4 separate regions of the Drosophila melanogaster genome follow, and regions 2, 3 and 4 are each linked to region 1. A link is a contact called in public Hi-C and targeted proximity ligation data. All regions are on one chromosome and are shown on one strand. The core of a region is the stretch at or near the end of the contact, and the rest is flanking DNA. Distances in the headings are between cores, read along the strand shown.

What was found. A called contact is a pair of places that touch in the nucleus more often than the background predicts.
Region 2: a contact with region 1 is called in a Hi-C map of the Kc167 cell line, with 4 times the contacts expected there. A contact is called at or near these places in 8 of 107 Hi-C or Micro-C datasets (the Kc167 cell line, embryo, eye imaginal disc and 2 more) and 1 of 7 datasets of targeted methods (the Kc167 cell line).
Region 3: a contact with region 1 is called in a targeted proximity ligation map of the Kc167 cell line, with 4 times the contacts expected there. A contact is called at or near these places in 2 of 107 Hi-C or Micro-C datasets (the Kc167 cell line and the S2 cell line) and 2 of 7 datasets of targeted methods (both in the Kc167 cell line).
Region 4: a targeted proximity ligation map of the Kc167 cell line shows a contact between it and region 1, with 4 times the contacts expected there. A contact is called at or near these places in 10 of 107 Hi-C or Micro-C datasets (the Clone 8 cell line, the Kc167 cell line, the ML-DmBG3-c2 cell line and 4 more) and 4 of 7 datasets of targeted methods (the Kc167 cell line and the S2 cell line).

The regions. Positions count from the first base shown.
Region 1 is chr2L:21,755,960-21,760,099 of dm6, forward strand. CG1416 reads left to right here and starts at 2,051. Exons shown (of 4, transcript NM_136277.3): 1 at 2,051-2,400; 2 at 2,483-3,119; 3 at 3,272-3,407. The coding sequence starts at 2,253. step (steppke) reads right to left here and starts at 1,507. Exons shown (of 11, transcript NM_001273749.1): 1 at 1,205-1,507; 2 at 595-668.
Region 2 is chr2L:22,237,975-22,242,114 of dm6, forward strand. It overlaps Nubpl (NUBP iron-sulfur cluster assembly factor, mitochondrial), which reads left to right and starts at 1,942. Exons shown (of 2, transcript NM_001273759.1): 1 at 1,942-2,129; 2 at 2,180-4,140. The coding sequence starts at 1,958. The coding sequence ends at 2,889. lncRNA:CR43765 (long non-coding RNA:CR43765) reads right to left here and starts at 1,739. Exons shown (of 3, transcript NR_073822.1): 1 at 1,720-1,739; 2 at 1,453-1,650; 3 at 1,209-1,383.
Region 3 is chr2L:22,167,660-22,171,799 of dm6, forward strand. It overlaps lncRNA:CR44809 (long non-coding RNA:CR44809), which reads left to right and starts at 2,009. Exons shown (of 1, transcript NR_124437.1): 1 at 2,009-2,545. Clamp (Chromatin-linked adaptor for MSL proteins) reads right to left here and starts at 1,484. Exons shown (of 7, transcript NM_001014498.3): 1 at 1,229-1,484; 2 at 721-984; 3 at 461-661; 4 at 1-407. The coding sequence starts at 876.
Region 4 is chr2L:22,127,737-22,131,876 of dm6, forward strand. CycK (Cyclin K) reads right to left here and starts at 2,406. Exons shown (of 1, transcript NM_001299202.1): 1 at 1-2,406. The coding sequence starts at 1,987. The coding sequence ends at 785. It overlaps lncRNA:CR43241 (long non-coding RNA:CR43241), which reads left to right and starts at 3,485. Exons shown (of 3, transcript NR_048038.1): 1 at 3,485-3,711; 2 at 3,767-3,963. It also overlaps the pseudogene CR43240 and a transcript of CG42748 not described here.

The DNA of each region.
Region 1 (4,140 bases), core at 801-3,300:
ACAAAGTGAAAACTAGTCACGATCGCAACACGAACATAAATAGCTAAACTTGCCACTAGCCGCCAGATCACAAATCTTCCCGCATTAAGGAGTTAAAAAACAACCTAAGTAGAAAAAAAAACCAAATTGGTCTGGCTTATAGGTATTCATAAAATTTTATAAATACATATAAATGCACATATGCTACTCAACAACATAAAAATCGACTCTCTTGCCCACTATCTCTCTTCTTAATGTTTTTATTGTATTTTTTTTTGGGATATTTACTTTCGATTATTTGCTAAATTAATTCTTAGCACCAACAATAATTTTACCATCATTTTTATTATCGGTTTATTAAAATTTATATATTTTAAGATTAATCGTTCATATAAAAAAATTCAGAGCCCGTCAAGCCCTCCCTACAAAGGCTCTGGAATAAGTCTAGTGTCTTTGCTCCCTCTCTGTCAAATCACCTAAAAAGAAGCTGGCAAAAACTCCAGACAAAAAGACATCACGAAATTGTTTTTCTGTATACTACAAGTGTATACGAATATGTTCTTAAATCGTTGTTTCCAAAATTAAAAATGTATGTATATATTGATGGTCAATTACCTGTATTTCGAGTAAAAGTTCCTGCTTCTTGCGTCGCAGCTCAATCAGCAGTTTTTGCTGCTCCGGTGTAAGTTCTGCAAGAACGAGATGCGAATCAATAATAAATTCATATACTTGTTTCTGGGCATTTTGTAAATTGTATCGCAACACCAACAGTAAAAATAAAAAACACCAGAGCAGCATTCCAGGCACACGCGCCCAACACACATACACACGTGCATACACGAGCTGTTTGCGATGCGATGAAAGCATCTTGTAGGCTACGTCACTAGCTTAGGCCGATAAACAATTTTCACTTGTCGAAACCACAATGGATTGCTAATTGTGCAAATTGGCTTATTAGCGTTACCAAAGCTCTTCGGACTTAATTCTGACGAAGGCCAAAAACGAGAACGCAATGTACATATGTACATAATATACATACATATGTGCACTAACATTTCACCTAGCACACAAGTCTATACATACAAATGTTGCTTGTTGCTTCTCTTATTTTGTAGTTGTGGGTATCCCAATTTGTGATCTTAATAAAATTTTATCAATACAAAGATTCGTATTCTGTTCATGCTAGGCTATATCCTTCGGGCCAGCAAAAGTATCTGCTGTTTACCTGGCATTGAGAATTCACTGCGCCCCTTTGATATGGCACCGTACGATCTGTTGTCGAAATTGTCCATTGCGCTAATCATCGCGGAGCTACTGAGCTACTACACACACTCTCGCGCACACGACACACACTCTAGTTGTACATTTTTCACCAGCAGTTGGCTAATTTTTAAGGCTTTTCATTGAACAATCAAAGACGAACGGATAATAAACAAATCAACACCAAAAAAATTCTATCGCCATTTTCTTTCAGCTCTCCACTAGGGATGTGCTGAATTCAGCTATCGGTTGAGTAAACAACTGAAAAATAACAAGTGCATGCTGACTTAAGCTGGGTGTTACGCGAGCTCTGTGTGGCCACTTTTAAAATATCCTGATGCCACTGCATCTTGTAACCAAACGTAAGAACTTTTTAATCAGTAGAACTAAAAAAATTAGGGCTAATTATTTACTTGCAACAATACATTAAATATTTTTAGGGGTACACTTTTTCAGAGATTAGAGCAGACCTTATCTATTTCAAGACAAATAGCTTGAAAAGCTGTAAAACAACTTTGTTACATCCATTATGGTGTGATTTGCGGGAATCGGCTATTACCATTTCGAAAATTGTTTGTTACAAGTTAAAAACATAAACTTAAAGTTTTGGACGTACATAAAAATATAACATTAAAACAACCTTGTTATAAAAAAATACAATACCACCAATACTTACTGTCCATTTTAAATCTGTTAAAAAATTCACTGAACGAATACGTCTTTCGTCATAACTCCATTTAAAATATCGTCAGGAAATTTACACATCATTTCGTTTTTTTAACGGCACAAACACCTCGGACTTGGTGGCAACGCTGCCAACATATGTGTGCACTGGCATCGATAATTTTTACATCCCTATTTTGAACCGCAGAATTCTAGAAAATTCCACTCGCTGGCCATAGTAATTGTCCGAATTAGTTTAAGCTAAGACTGCCGGATCAAAAGTAAACCAACATCTTCCATCTTTTCATAAAATTGAAGACAGTTTCATACAATTCTACAGTAAGAAAGCGATGGCCAAGTGGGGAGAAGGAGATCCGCGCTGGATTGTGGAGGAGCGGCCCGACGCCACCAACGTGAACAACTGGCACTGGACGGAAAAGAACGCCACGCCATGGTCCAAGGACCGCCTGCATCAGCTTTTTCAGGATTTCAAAATAGGCGAGTATATAAGAATTTGTAGTAGTGTAGAACATACATTTTAGGTATATCCTAACCTAAAAGTAAACTTCTCAAAACGCAGGGCAAAGCGACATTGAGTGTGCCGTGGACTCCGTGGACAAATGCTCCGGGGAGGCCACCGTGAACAATCGCAAGGGCAAGCTCATATTTTTCTACGAGTGGGAGCTGGTGCTCAAGTGGTCTGGAAAGCTCCTAAAGAACAGCAAGCTGATCCACAAGGGCAAGTTAACCATTCCCAATCTCTCCGAGGAGAACGAACTAGCCGACGTAGAGATCACGGTGACAATCGACGAGTCCAACGACGAGTCGGAGACCCTGAAACAGTTCATGTACAACGTGGGACGAGACCGCGTGCGGCAGCAACTGGCTTCCTACATCCGAGAGTTGAAGGAGGAGTACTCCAAGAACCTTATCCTACCAAAGAAGGGCGACGAGGCCGGAGCGGGAAATACTGTGGCGAATTTTAAGGATGCCAACAATACCCGTAATGCAGCCCAAAATATCGCTTTAAACTCCTCGGTGGCGGCTCCTAGGCTGAAGAACTCTGGCATCGGCTGTAAACTGGACGTTCGCACTCTCTCGATGACCGAAGAATTTCACTGCAGCGCCAATGACCTTTACAACGCTCTCACAAAGCCAGAAATGGTCACTGCCTTTACGAGGGCACCTGCCAAAGTAGATGCCGTGCGCGGTGGAGAGTAAGTTTTTGTCCCTGGTCGTTTTATTTTACCATCACATCAGGACCGTTTGTGTCGTCATTTAGTAATCTTGTTATGAATAACCATAAATTTCGCCCCTCGCCCTTGTCTTCACTTCTTTATGGTAAGTAATCTTTTGTCTTTTATTGTAGATTTATTCTTTACGGAGGCAATGTGCTCGGAAAATTCGAAGAGCTCGTCCCTGAAAAAAAAATACAGCAGAGCTGGCGTCTGAAAAACTGGACATCTGGTCACTACTCAAACGTTGTCATAGAGCTGGAAGAAACTGTAAGTTACTAGGACAACGAAAACTAGATATATTATTATTTATTTTTTTAAATTGACCCGCTTAGTGATCCTGATTAACAATATACGATATAATTTTCAAAGAATGTAGTACTCCTTATCAGTCAATAAATAACGCGTATAAGACCATATTCCTACGGGCCTCTAAATTCGAAATATTTACAAAATTTTATGTGCACAAAGAAAATAGTAATATGAAAAAAAAATAACTTTGTGATTTGTCTATTTATTATTTATTGGTTAAGAAAAAAATTAAATTCGTTACAATACGTCGGATTTAAACTTATGAATGTAATGATTTTGGTTTAGTACATTTTTGAAATTTACATTCAGGTTAAATTCCTATTAATACCTAATTACATTATATGATGGAAACCAGCAAATTTGGTTAAAAACGATGTAAAAGCTCGAATCTAATCTAAAAATAAATTCCTGAAGTAAGGGTTCTGCGAAATAGGATGAAACGGATAAAAAACTCTGTATGCCCGTAGAGAAATATGGTCTAGTAGATTCGTTGAAGAATATTTAACAGGATGAAGTGAACTTTTCCGACGCTATATGTATTATTGATCAGTATCAGTAGCCAAATCTATCTAGCCTTGTCTGTCCTTATGAATTTTGAAAAAAGTTTTGAATTTTTTTCGTGTTATTATTTGCCGTTCCAATTTCTATCGAACGTCAAATATATATAATTAGGAAATGTACTTTATTTACC
Region 2 (4,140 bases), core at 692-3,191, 480 kb after region 1:
AACACTATAAAGTAAAATTACTACATGTATGTTTCACTACCTATCCTTTTTTTTTAATACAAAGGCCGTTTCTGCCTGCTTCGTTTTTTTTTTCGGAATTGAAGCAGCATGTACGAGAAGTACTAATTTGCTAATTTTTTTAGGTTGAGGCTCTGCATATTCAAATGTTAACTGTTTTCGACCAGCTTTGCATAGTGTAATTTCTGGCTATGAATAACGACAACAATTTTAGACGGAAGCCACAATTAATGATTTCGTTTGAATTTCCTTAAGTGCTTGTTCACATAAGAACTAAATTGGTTCACTTTCCTTAAAATTGTAATATTTTGCTCTTTAGGCACAAAGTTCTCTTCTAAATATAACTGTTAACAGCGTCTGCATCGTTGTTGCTCCAAACACTCAGCTGCACTTCATGACTAAACTCATACACACCTACAACATAAAATGTTTCGTAAAAAAGGGCAAATTAGGAATCCAAAAATGAAAGCAGCATTAAAATATCAGTCACAAAAAAAATTACATTTATACCAAAATTTGCGGCTTTTAACCCATAGTTGCCGCAATGGCAACAATTTATTCAAGACCCTTAGTTCCTCTTTTAAAACATCCTGACGACCTTGAAGTACTAACGCCAGTGCACTTCTTAGGCACTGCCCCCCTCGCCTTGTTTGCTGAGCCTGATTTCACAAAATTAAATCTCAACCGATTGGATCGCTGGCAGCGAATCACTTACTACCAGTTAATATCTAACGCTTCTTCAGCAACGTTCCAAATGGCGAGCACAGAAGACAGACGTTCAAATCGATAATGTCCTTTTAGTAAAAGACGAAAACCTGCCACCCCTCAAATGGCCACTAGCTCGAGTAATAAATCTGATCCCTGGACTCAATGGCGTCGCACGAGTTGCTGTTCAATAGAGCCGTCGCTAAACTTTGCGTTCTACCCAAACAGGATGATGTTGTCAGCTAGAGTCCACCAACGGGGGGAGGATGTTTGGTTATGCAGCCAAACTCTTATACACTGATGACGCAATTTTGACTTACCCATTTATGGATTGTTTTTCTTTTTTATTGAAATAAAAATCTATAAACAACAAACTGCATTCTATATAAACTTTTTATTTATAGAATTGTTAAACTTTTAAGGGAAAAAAATTTCCAAAGCTCTCGCTCAAGCCGTTTTCCAAATATCTCACGTCAAATATTTTTGCTCAGGGGGCGCTAACCTGGTTTTAATTTTTATTCTGTGAAACTTGCTCATTTGGCTTCTGCATTCAGTTAACAATTAAGTGTTGATCGCACCGGTATTGCTATGATACACTTTAACTCAATCGGTTCGGTACGGGCCGCCGTTCGATATACCCTAAATAGACCCTAAAAAAAACTGAAATATTACTTGAAAAATTAACTTTAGCGTGTTTATAAATTGCCACACCACTTCTCCACCACTTGCCTCAACATGTTCTTCATCCAAGCTTGGCGAGGTTCGCCGAAAAATGTGACAGTTTAAATGTCAGCGGCAGGCAGAGACTTTTCACAGAGTAAACCGTTTTACGAGTATTCTTGTACTGCTGTTACTACTGTTGTTCCACTGTTGAGTTTTGACTGGTTTATTTGAATTACGTGGTAAACGTGGTCTAACGTGGTATTCCTATCGTAAACAAACTGCTCGCTATAGACATTCATTAGATGGGTTATAATAGTATTAATAAATATATACCGTCCAGTAAAAATACTCGCTTTCCCAGTTTTTTAATCTGCTCAATCGGTCGCTTCAGTCGCCAAAGAAAAATGCTAAATACCTAGGAATATTAATTGAGCTATCGAGAATTATCGAAAAATGACTTCGCAAAATAGGAATGATGGAAATGTGTGAGAATCGGCTATAAAGCTGTCGTCGCTGTTTTCACTATGAGTTTTATTTTTAGGATGGAAAATAAATTTATCGTTTTGTAACAATGGAGCGTCTATTGATCAACACGATATGGCGCTCCTACGCAACAAAATTAACTGGGTCCCAGGTGAAGTTAATGGCGCGGGGATTGCCTAAAAAGCAACCGATTATTGGAGTACAAGATATTATAGTCGTTGCCTCTGGAAAGGGTGGTGTTGGAAAAAGCACCGTGGCAGGTGTGTACTCACATATTTCGATTCATGGGTTATTGGAGTCCTTTTCACAGTTAATTTTGCCTGCAGCTTGGCAAAACTAGGAAAGCGAGTAGGATTGCTGGACGGGGATATCTTCGGGCCTACTATTCCACTTCTCATGAATGTCCATGGTGAGCCGGTTGTGAACGATAAGAATTTGATGATCCCGCCGCAAAACTACAATGTAAAGTGCTTGTCTATGGGCATGCTGACACCTGTAGAGACCTCTGTTATCTGGCGAGGTCCTCTTGTAATGTCAGCAATACAACGACTGCTAAAAGGTACTGATTGGGGGCTTCTAGATGTCCTAGTTATAGATACTCCACCGGGCACTGGAGATGTACATCTCTCACTATCCCAGCATGCACCTATCACAGGGGTTATCCTGGTAACAACACCTCATACTGCAGCTGTTCAGGTGACCTTGAAAGGTGCAAGCATGTACGAAAAGTTAAATGTTCCTATCTTTGGCGTAGTAGAGAACATGAAGTACACCATTTGTCAGAACTGTAATCAACGATTGGAGTTTTTTAAAGACAGCCGTATAAGTTCTCTACCGCGCAAGCTAATTTCTCTTCCGTTAGACTCACGAATAGCGGATAGCAACGAGAGTGGAGTGCCTGTTGTAATAAAATATCCGGACAGCAAGTACTCTTATCTATTTACCCAATTGGCTGAGGAGATTACACAAATACTTAACGAACAAAGATGTAATCAAAATCAAAATAACAGTGCACATTAAAAAAAATTTGTGTATATCAAAAATTCTTATTACTTACATTTGTTATGCTGTACCGCTAAAACCAATAAAGTTATCAGGGGAAAGGGACTGTTGTTTCGTTTCCCGCATTTACATTAAACAACACACCACAAAACCATGTCATGCTTCACAGCTAAGACTAAGAGAAGGTTTCAAACTAGTTCTGCTTTTTGTGGATTGATTTTTGCTGGTAGTTTCAAAAATGTAACGCCAACTAGCTGAAATCCTCTTCTGGCTTCTTTAATCTAGATTGCTCATCTTGTCTGTGACAGATACAATCTTCATGTTTAAATATGCCCTCCTATAGCAAAACGTGTCCCGGATATTAACCATCTCCACGCTTTCAAACAGGCTCTGAATTCGTGCGCTTGTGAGAATTACTATAGTATTCGCACCTCTAAATTTGGATATACACAGCCATTTCTAATGCTTTTTATCCATCCATTTATCAATGGTAAATTGTCAGTTTTGGCATCATCAACTTAAGGATGACAACCTATACTGAATTGTGATTCCGGGTTTCATTTTTATATTCATTAAATTATTATTTATTATTATTATCATTAAATATATTGCCCGAGAAAAGCGGATTGCCAAAACGAACCGATCTCTGCTCTGAAGAAGACAACGAAGCGACAATCAACTACAGACAAGGCAATACTTGTTTTTCGTAAACCTAAAACAAGGATCGAATGTCGACAAAGTACTGAAAATAACTCAACTAGGCAGACATCGAGTCACTATGGAGCGTGCGCGCCGCAGAAAAGAGTTTTACAGTCTGAAATGTCACATTTTTAGGCACTCAACGAATTATTGTCTTCAGAATCCCATCCGTGGTAAATGTGCTGGATCCCACGTTACACGAGGTCATGCTTTTAGTTTTCTTAATATTTCTATTCTCACTTTGCTCGTTTAAATGGGGCTCAACTTGAATCAAATATTGCTAAGCAATATCTGAAAGGATCAGAATCAATGCAAGACCTTAGCTTTGGGAATAAATTCCTCTAGAGAGATTCTAGAGACGAAGACGCAGAGCTAGTTTGTTGATCCATGTTGCCACGCCCACAAACCGCGCAAAACTGCCACGCCCAAATTTTTGAACCATTTTTCGACCTTTTTCTTAATTTTATTGGAACAATTTTTAAATTTGTTCTCATTTTATTCCCCAATATCAATCGCGATCCAAGAGAGCGTTCGCTCACACTTGCTGAGTAACGGGTATCTGATAGTCGG
Region 3 (4,140 bases), core at 759-3,258, 410 kb after region 1:
TGTTGTTGTTGCGCTGTTTGTTCAGCCTGCATGCAGGACTCGCAGCGCACCTGCTTTGGACCTTTGCGTTTGGACTGCTGCAGCATAGAGCTTCCACAATTTATGCACTTGCTTGCCTTTGACTCATGTTGCTGCTGCTGCATTACAGATTGCTGAACCGGCTCCAGCGTGTCAGAAGACACAATCTGTATCTGGCCCATCTGACCATTTCCAATAATGTTCTGTGCCTGCACAAGCCCCTGCGCGCTGACCACGGCAATAGAATCGCCGCCCGCTTGGGCGTTATGTTGCTGTTGTTGCTGCTGTTCCCCGTCTGTATGCATCCGCTTATGAGCATTAAGAAGTGCCAAATGAGGGAACATATCTGAACATACGTCACACTTAAAGCTTATGTTGGATATGGTGTTCTGCAAAGAAGAAAATCTTTAGGCTTTGCTTAACGAGTCTTCCTTTTACATACAGCTGCAATTGGCTTATTTTGATTGACAATCTGGATGCGGCCTTGTGCGTCTACCGTGGCGATGCCAAGAGCTGCACCCTGATTGAGAGGCATTCCGTTGACCAGGGCGTAATTGTATCCGCCCACGGGCTGGGCTATATAACACGTCTTATTGTCGTCTGTGGTGGCCAGCTGTGCGAGATTGACGGTACCGCCATTGCCCTATGTGAAGACAATATGAAAAGTCAGCACCAATAACATATAGTAAGTAAACTACTTACATTTGTCGTGTAATAGAAGGTAGGCTGCTGCTCCGTTTTTTGGCCCTCTATTTTGGGCTGTTTAAGAATGGTGCCATCCGCCGTCTGGTATTGAATTGTGGCCGGTTGCCCATTAATGGCATTTGTGAAGATAATGTTTTTGGTAAGGTCTTCCATGGTCCCCAAAATTCGAGTATGCTCAAAAATTAACTTTTATCATACGTTGGCCTTTTATTTACTGCAGCTCTGTCGCGCTTTTCAACACTGCATCACGCGACGCTAATTCTATAAAAGAGAAAAAGAGATGAATATAGTGCCATAGGAACCCAGCGAAAACGACTGATTAAAAATGGCGACGGTGAGACAAAAAATATGTACATACGCGACACAAAACATACACAGACGAACGTTTAATGCAGCAGCTCTTTACATTAACAGACTCTAGTATCTAAACTGGAGTCTAGCACATTTGTTTTTTTATCATACAATATTACACTACATGTGTTATTTTTTTCATTATTAAAATTACCTTTTACGCAACCGGACCACACCATAAATTGCGCACTGCCTGCTCCACAATAAAATTGTTAAGATTTGAGTGGTGTAAAATTGTATTCGTGAATTGATAACGTATTTTAACGATATATTGTTTGGAATAATACAAGATATATATTTAAATAGTGTTATCTTTTTCTAACAAATTCCAGCACTTTAACTTTCAGTCCATCATTTTTTACGATTGCTAAAGAGAGATGGAGACAGAACAACGCTCAGAGATAGAGCAGACGAGCAGCAGTTTTACTTTTTAAAAGTGTGACCGTTTCACGACTCATGAAAATAATCATTTCCCTCGAAAATATACCAAAATTCACAAAGAACTGGTAGGATTTCTTAGAGCCCTTTTACACTAATTCGATAACTCAGAAAACATAAATATTTTTATATACGTTTTGTACTTCGTAATTTGGATTACATCACATGTTGTCTTACATGTTGTCTCTTACTCAAAAGGCAAACGCTACGATCAGTAGAATCTGGCTGTTACTAGCTTTCGAAAAGAAATATCTTGTGCTGAGCTGCGTTAAAAACACGTTTTAAATTTATTGAGACTTAACTTTTAATATTCTACAAGCTAAGGTAACACTGTAAGAGCAAAGACACTAGAATATTCTAGTGTCTTTGGTAAGATCATGGGCCATGGTTGATAACAAATTCCATAAGATAACGAAATTTTACAGGCACTCGACTTTTAACTAATTCTTAAAGATTCCATATAAAACGTACTTATTTTTGTATACTTAAATCTTTTAGGAATTCCTATTTATCTTTATCACTCGATGTAGGGGAGTGAGTTAAGGGACAACAGATTTTTTATGCCCCACGTAGTGACGCAAGTTATCCAACCCATAAATATAGCACTCTACCAAAAGCTAAACAAATTTCTAACTCCAATCTCAGCAGCGTTGCCTTTGCCCTTGTTTTTGACGCCAACACTTAGCCACCCGATATATAACCAAACTTAAAGTAAACACAACTTCCACTTGGAGACCAAGCCATGGTCAACTTATTGCGCTTCAGTCAAACTGCGTCAGTCAGCAAATTTGAATTTCACAATGCTGGGAAATAATTTCAGTGTAAAGCTTTTATCCTAAACATATTAAAAAGCTTAAGAGAATCCTAAAGAAAAGCTTCTGGCCGAGGTTGAGTGGATTAGGATTAAGATTTAGAAGATCAGTCTGAGTCGGGACGAGATCGTGAACAGCTTCAAATCAAAGATAAGCTAGTAATAAAGTGTCTTGTAATAGTATAAGTGAGGAAGTCTGTCGCCGAATAAATATTAATTAATAAAAAATAAAAACTATTCTTTTAAATAATTAAATAGCAGCAATTTTAATTCGCATACGTTTTGGTTTTGAGCTTAAGATCCTGGATGAACAAAGTTCTGCGAGTCCTGTTTGGTGTTGGAAAATTTCAGCTTCCAAAAGATTTAAATACTCTCGGCGCCCAAATTCAAAAATTTATTAGTGTTGGCAAGGCAACCAACGTGGTCAAATGTTTTTTATGACAACAGCATTTAAGGGAATGTCTTGAGATAGTAAGCTTATTTATTAGCTATTTTTGAGGAATGAAAAGACAAGTTTTATGGTAGTGATTTCGAACGATTATGTGTATGGTTTTGGAAAAAATTATGTCAGAAGGAACGGAAGGAAGCGTTTCGGGCATTATAACGTGCTTATATTCTTGTCTTCGGCTACCAATCCTTCTGTTCGTATACTTTTGAAAAGTTCTTTATCTTAAAAAATTAAGTTGTTTTTCTTGATAATTTGTATTGATATGCTTGAACTATTTCGCCACGACCAATTCAACACCCAAAACTTTTTGTTTTCATTGTTTATATTTTGCATTCCTTCTGGCTGTGTAAACGGTATCTCAATGTCCAACAAATTTGCTTAAGCGTTCTCTCTTATTTAAAAATAATTTGGTGGTAATAGAACTTAAATGAAATATATGTATATCTGTTTAGCTGCTTGTGATGTAAAAGAAATTAGAAATTAATTATGTGTTTACATTAAGATATATATCTTTCCCGCTTTTATTCTGTGTTCAAACCGCATGTGTTTTATATCGGCTTAATATACATATGTATGTCGGAGATTGAGTAGATCTAACGCAGTATTTGAATGTAACCGAAATTATGTTTTTGAACCGTTATGTTAAGAATGAGTTAAGAGTAATGAAATTCATGGAAATCGTTCCGTTATTGAGTAAAAATCCTTTGTGTATGTATTCAAATGAGCATGGCGCCAGTTGTTGTTTTGGTAGAGTTTCGTGGAAACGAAGTGAGGATGAAATAATTCAGTGAAGTTGAGGAATAGAAGAAAATCATCGAGGGCAACAACACACGTGTTAGACTTAAATGGCTCCAAGTGTAAAGTTATGACCTTTTGTCGTGCCAACCCAATACGCACGACTTAAACTCCTTAAACCTCCTTGGTTTAATAAAGAGTTGACACACCTAAGAATTGTAAAGTCCAGACTCTATATAAAATTTAAAAATACCGGTTCTCAGTCCACCCTCTGTAAATATTTAAGCGCTAGGTTAAGCTTTACCGGGCTTAATGATCAGTGCTACAATAATTATTTAAACCGTTGTAAGTTCCAGTTTGCACAGGATCCGAAACAGTTTTATAATTTCGTTAGCACTAAGCGAAAAACAAGTTCTTACCCTTCCTCGTTATTTTTAGAAAACACTACGGTTACATCGGATCAGGCAATAGCCCTATTCGCCAAGTTTTTTCAAACAACATATTCAACTTTACCTCATTCCGAACAGCCATACTCTTATGCGGTATCTAAGTCGAATCTAATATTTTGCCCCATTATAAACGAAAGCTCACTGCTTAACGATCTTCAGCGTGTTAAACCGGTCTATTCGCCAGG
Region 4 (4,140 bases), core at 1,156-3,655, 370 kb after region 1:
GTTATTATACCCATTAATCGTAGAGTAAAAGGTGCAAGATTCGTTGTAAGTATGTATGTAACAGGCAGAAGGAAGCGTTTCCGACCATATAAAGTATATATATTCTTGATCAGGATCAATAGTCGAGTCGATCTGGCCATATCTGACTTTCCGACTGTCCGTCTGTCCGTATGAACGTCGAGATCTCATGAACTATAAAAGCTAGATGGTTGAGATTAAGCATACAGTTTGCGGAGACACATAGCGCCACACTATTTAAAAATTTTTAGATTTTTCTTCGTTTTATTGTTTGACTTGCCAATTTTTATCTGCATACCAAAAACACTGGCCACGCCCCTCCTTTTACATACAAAACCCCCAAAACTGCCACGCCCACACTTTTGAAAAATTGTTCTCACATATTTCTCATGTTTATCTTCCACTGTTATAAACTTCGCCGTTACTCCAATTCCGCTTTGTCTCAACGTTTCGCCAATTTTAATAAGAATCTATTTTTGTTAGTGCCCCAATGTCCAAAATATTTTTTTCTAGTTCATTTGGTTTTATTCAGTTTTGGAAACATCATTTCAGCAAAATTCTGCTAACAAGTACATGTGAAAGGGTAAGGACTTAAAATAAGGGAATAAAAATCATTGATAAATACCCCGGGACAATATTGGGCCTAGAGTGTAACCAAAAAAGAAAACCGAACCGTACGAAGATCCCCGCTCTAAATCCTATTCCGAACGGTTCGCTAGTTTTAATATACAAATTTTTTTTACTTGTTTATTAGTCATTGCATCTACTAGTAGCGCTGCTGCGATGGACGCCCACCGGCGTTGTAGTATCCACTGGCTCCTGGAGGCAAGCTAGGCGGCATTGGTGGTGGTGGTGCAGCGCTCCCGCTATAGTGTCCGACCACTGTCTGCTGGACTCCCCATCCGGAAGAGGGGTACGGCGGCATAGGCACTACCGGCGGGGGCGGCGGTGGAGGAGCATGATAAATGTGGTACCCGGATGGCTGACCTGGTGGTGTTGGGCCCTGTAACAGGTTCTGGGAGTCGCTAGGACCAATGATTGGCACGCCACTGGCTAGGGATTTAATGCTCTGAATGTTGCTAACTTCCAGCACGCCACCGTTGCCACATACGGGGGGCGGCGGCTGTTGTGGAACGGAAAGTGGTCCAATACCCGTAGAATTGGTAAGCTTGCCGGATTTTGGACTGTCGGCTCTGCTTGGTGGCTTTTGGGGCGGACTGGTTGGCTGGAGCGCTTCTTTTTGGGTTGATTGGTACAGGTCCAGAACTTGGTGGCAGATGTCTTCGAGTATTTCCATCGTTACATCAGACACAAACATATCCCACCAACGCTGCTGCTGTGGCTGGCGGCCCTCCCAGTCTTGCACAGTGAATTTGCTTAGCTTGCTGGCCAAATGGATAAGAGCCACGGCGATAATCTCCGGCTCCCACTGTAGACAAACTACTGTGCTGAGAGAGTCGTTGACGAAGTTCCACGCCATTTGCACCATCTTTTGCAGCTTCTGCTGGTCGCCTTTGAAACACTTAGCGTACTTTAGGAGAAAGGTGTAAGGATGCTCTACTTGCAAATCGAATTTGATGGTCTGCAGCAGAATACGCTCTAGCGTCATCACCTCCTCCTTAGGGTCGTCGCCAAACGAGTAGAAGTAATTGTCGGTAAGGATGCCACGCGCAGTTTTAATAATGTCGCGACACTTCTTTGGCGTCTCCTCCACCTTGCCAGCAAAGAACAGGCAGCAGCACGCAGTCACGTACCGGGGGAAACTCCGGAACGAATGAAACATGTAAAATCGGTGAAAATATACAACGCCGGTGGCCATCGTGTTGTGGCCCAAGCCCATTTTGGTGCCACATTCCATAATAAATCGAGCACCTTCTTTTCTGTACCGCCGCTCCGTTTCGAAGCTTATTCCATCCAAGATCGAGGGCGTCTCCCGCAGCTCCTTTTTGTCGTAATACCAGCACGGCATCGCGGCAATTTAGGCTGCGGGTACTACCAGTAGTCCGCGTCGTTGGAAGGAATTTGTGTTAAACCTTTAGCCAAATGGTTGTCAGCATATGCGCGTCCTGGAGCCGATAAGCGCTTTTGTTTATTGTAAATAAATCAGTTTTCGATTTTTATGTTCACTTGCAGTGTTACCATGTCTACGACGATGAAGAAAAAAACTTTATTGGAAGCCCCTTTTACACCAAGACCACGACGATTTTGAGTATATGGAACAACTTTATTGGTAAATAGATAACGCAAAAATTTTCGATCTCTTGCGGGTCAAACTGAATATTTTTTGTGCGTTTGCTAGTTTTGGTGACTTAATTTTGGGATATAATTAAACAGATATATTTACACGTGGTTTTGGCCGTCCTTTGACTGTTACGAGGAACAAATGGGATGTTTACACTGGAATCGCATTTCCATGTTTTGGAGATATCAAACCAAGCATAGGGATTAGTGATGGGAATTGCGCAATTTGTTTTGTTGTTAAATGGTATATTGAAATAATTCATTATGTATAATCCTACTGGATAACAAGTATTTCAATTTAAAGCATAGATAGCATTCGTTAAACATTATAAAATGTAATAACAAGATTATGAGCAGTGTAAGCGCTTTCTATTTAATAGTAATTACTTCTAGTAATGTGGTGATGAATTTATTATAACCGTTAGTCGTATTTTCGTATTCCGACCATTTAAGGTATATATATTCTTGATCAGGACCAATATCCTAGTCGATCTGACTATAATTTAATTAGTCTTTTTAATTTCTATCGATTTGTCAATAAAATTTTTGCCACGCGCACTCTAACGCCCTAATGCCACACTTTGGAACAATTTTGAAATTTTTTATCATTTTATATCCCATTATCTATCGATATTCCATAAAATTGATGCAATTTCGCGTTTGTATTCACACTAGCTGGTAACGGTTATTTGATAGCCTTGGAACTCGACTATAGTATTCTTTCTTTTATTATTAATATAAACGCGAGTGATGGCACTATAATTTTATTATGTTTCTATATTTTTTATGTTTCTATAATGTGTGTTAAATTCTTAAAAATCGATATATATCACTCAAATTACATAATAATGGAAAACCGAAACGTGAGCTTGATAGAGCGAAACAACCAAATCAGTCGAGATGCTTCTTTTTAACGTAGAAAATGTTATGTATATTTTTCTTTGAATCATGCACTTAGGCTAGTGAACATATTTTCAAACCTTACCGCTCAAGTGATCATTGACTTAAATAAAATTTTACAAAACTCAAAGAACATCCAGCAGCACGCAGACACGTATCAGGGGAAACTCAAGAATGAATGAAACACGTAAAATCGGTGAAAATATACAACGCCGGTGGGGATCGTATTGTTTTAATAATATTATATTTTTTAATGAAGTACAGATAATATGGAATTGACTTTGATTGAATTTAAAAATGTATATTAAAATTTATCAGTGATAACAAACATTTTATATTTCTTTCACCAAGTGATTCAGTATATGTATACAATTCTAGTATTTTAACTTCTATTTAACGAGCACTTAGGGAATGTGAATTTCCGTCATTCGACTGCGCCAATTGCATGCTAAGTATTTGGTTGCGGTTAACAACCAAGGCCGGAGTACCCCCAACGTTGAAAACTATCTACGTCTCACAAGACAAGCAATTACGATCTCGAACTTCAAAAAGGTAAACAAACCCAAATGTTGTGCAAATTCTAACGTTTGATCACCCCTGATCGCAGATTCCGTCTATGCGGATTGTGTTGTTATCCTGGGAAAGCTACAAATACCGCGTATAAATTTGCTATATTCGTAATTGGGTTCGAAGCTAAGCGATGCCCAGCCTACCAGTTCGGCGTACACGGAAGGATTCCCAATTGGAGAACGATGACGATCTTGGTCGTATTGCCCAAATTTATCCCACCTATGCTACACTCAGGTAGATATTTTTGGATCAGCCGCAAATTTCCTGGCTTGGCTATGTCAAATGACTTAATCGACATTTGATTTCACGGTTTTATTTATACGGACATACATACATGTATTTCATATTTTAAAATATACATATTTGCCTTATTTAAAAAATAATAATTAATGCTTACTGACTAGTACCTTC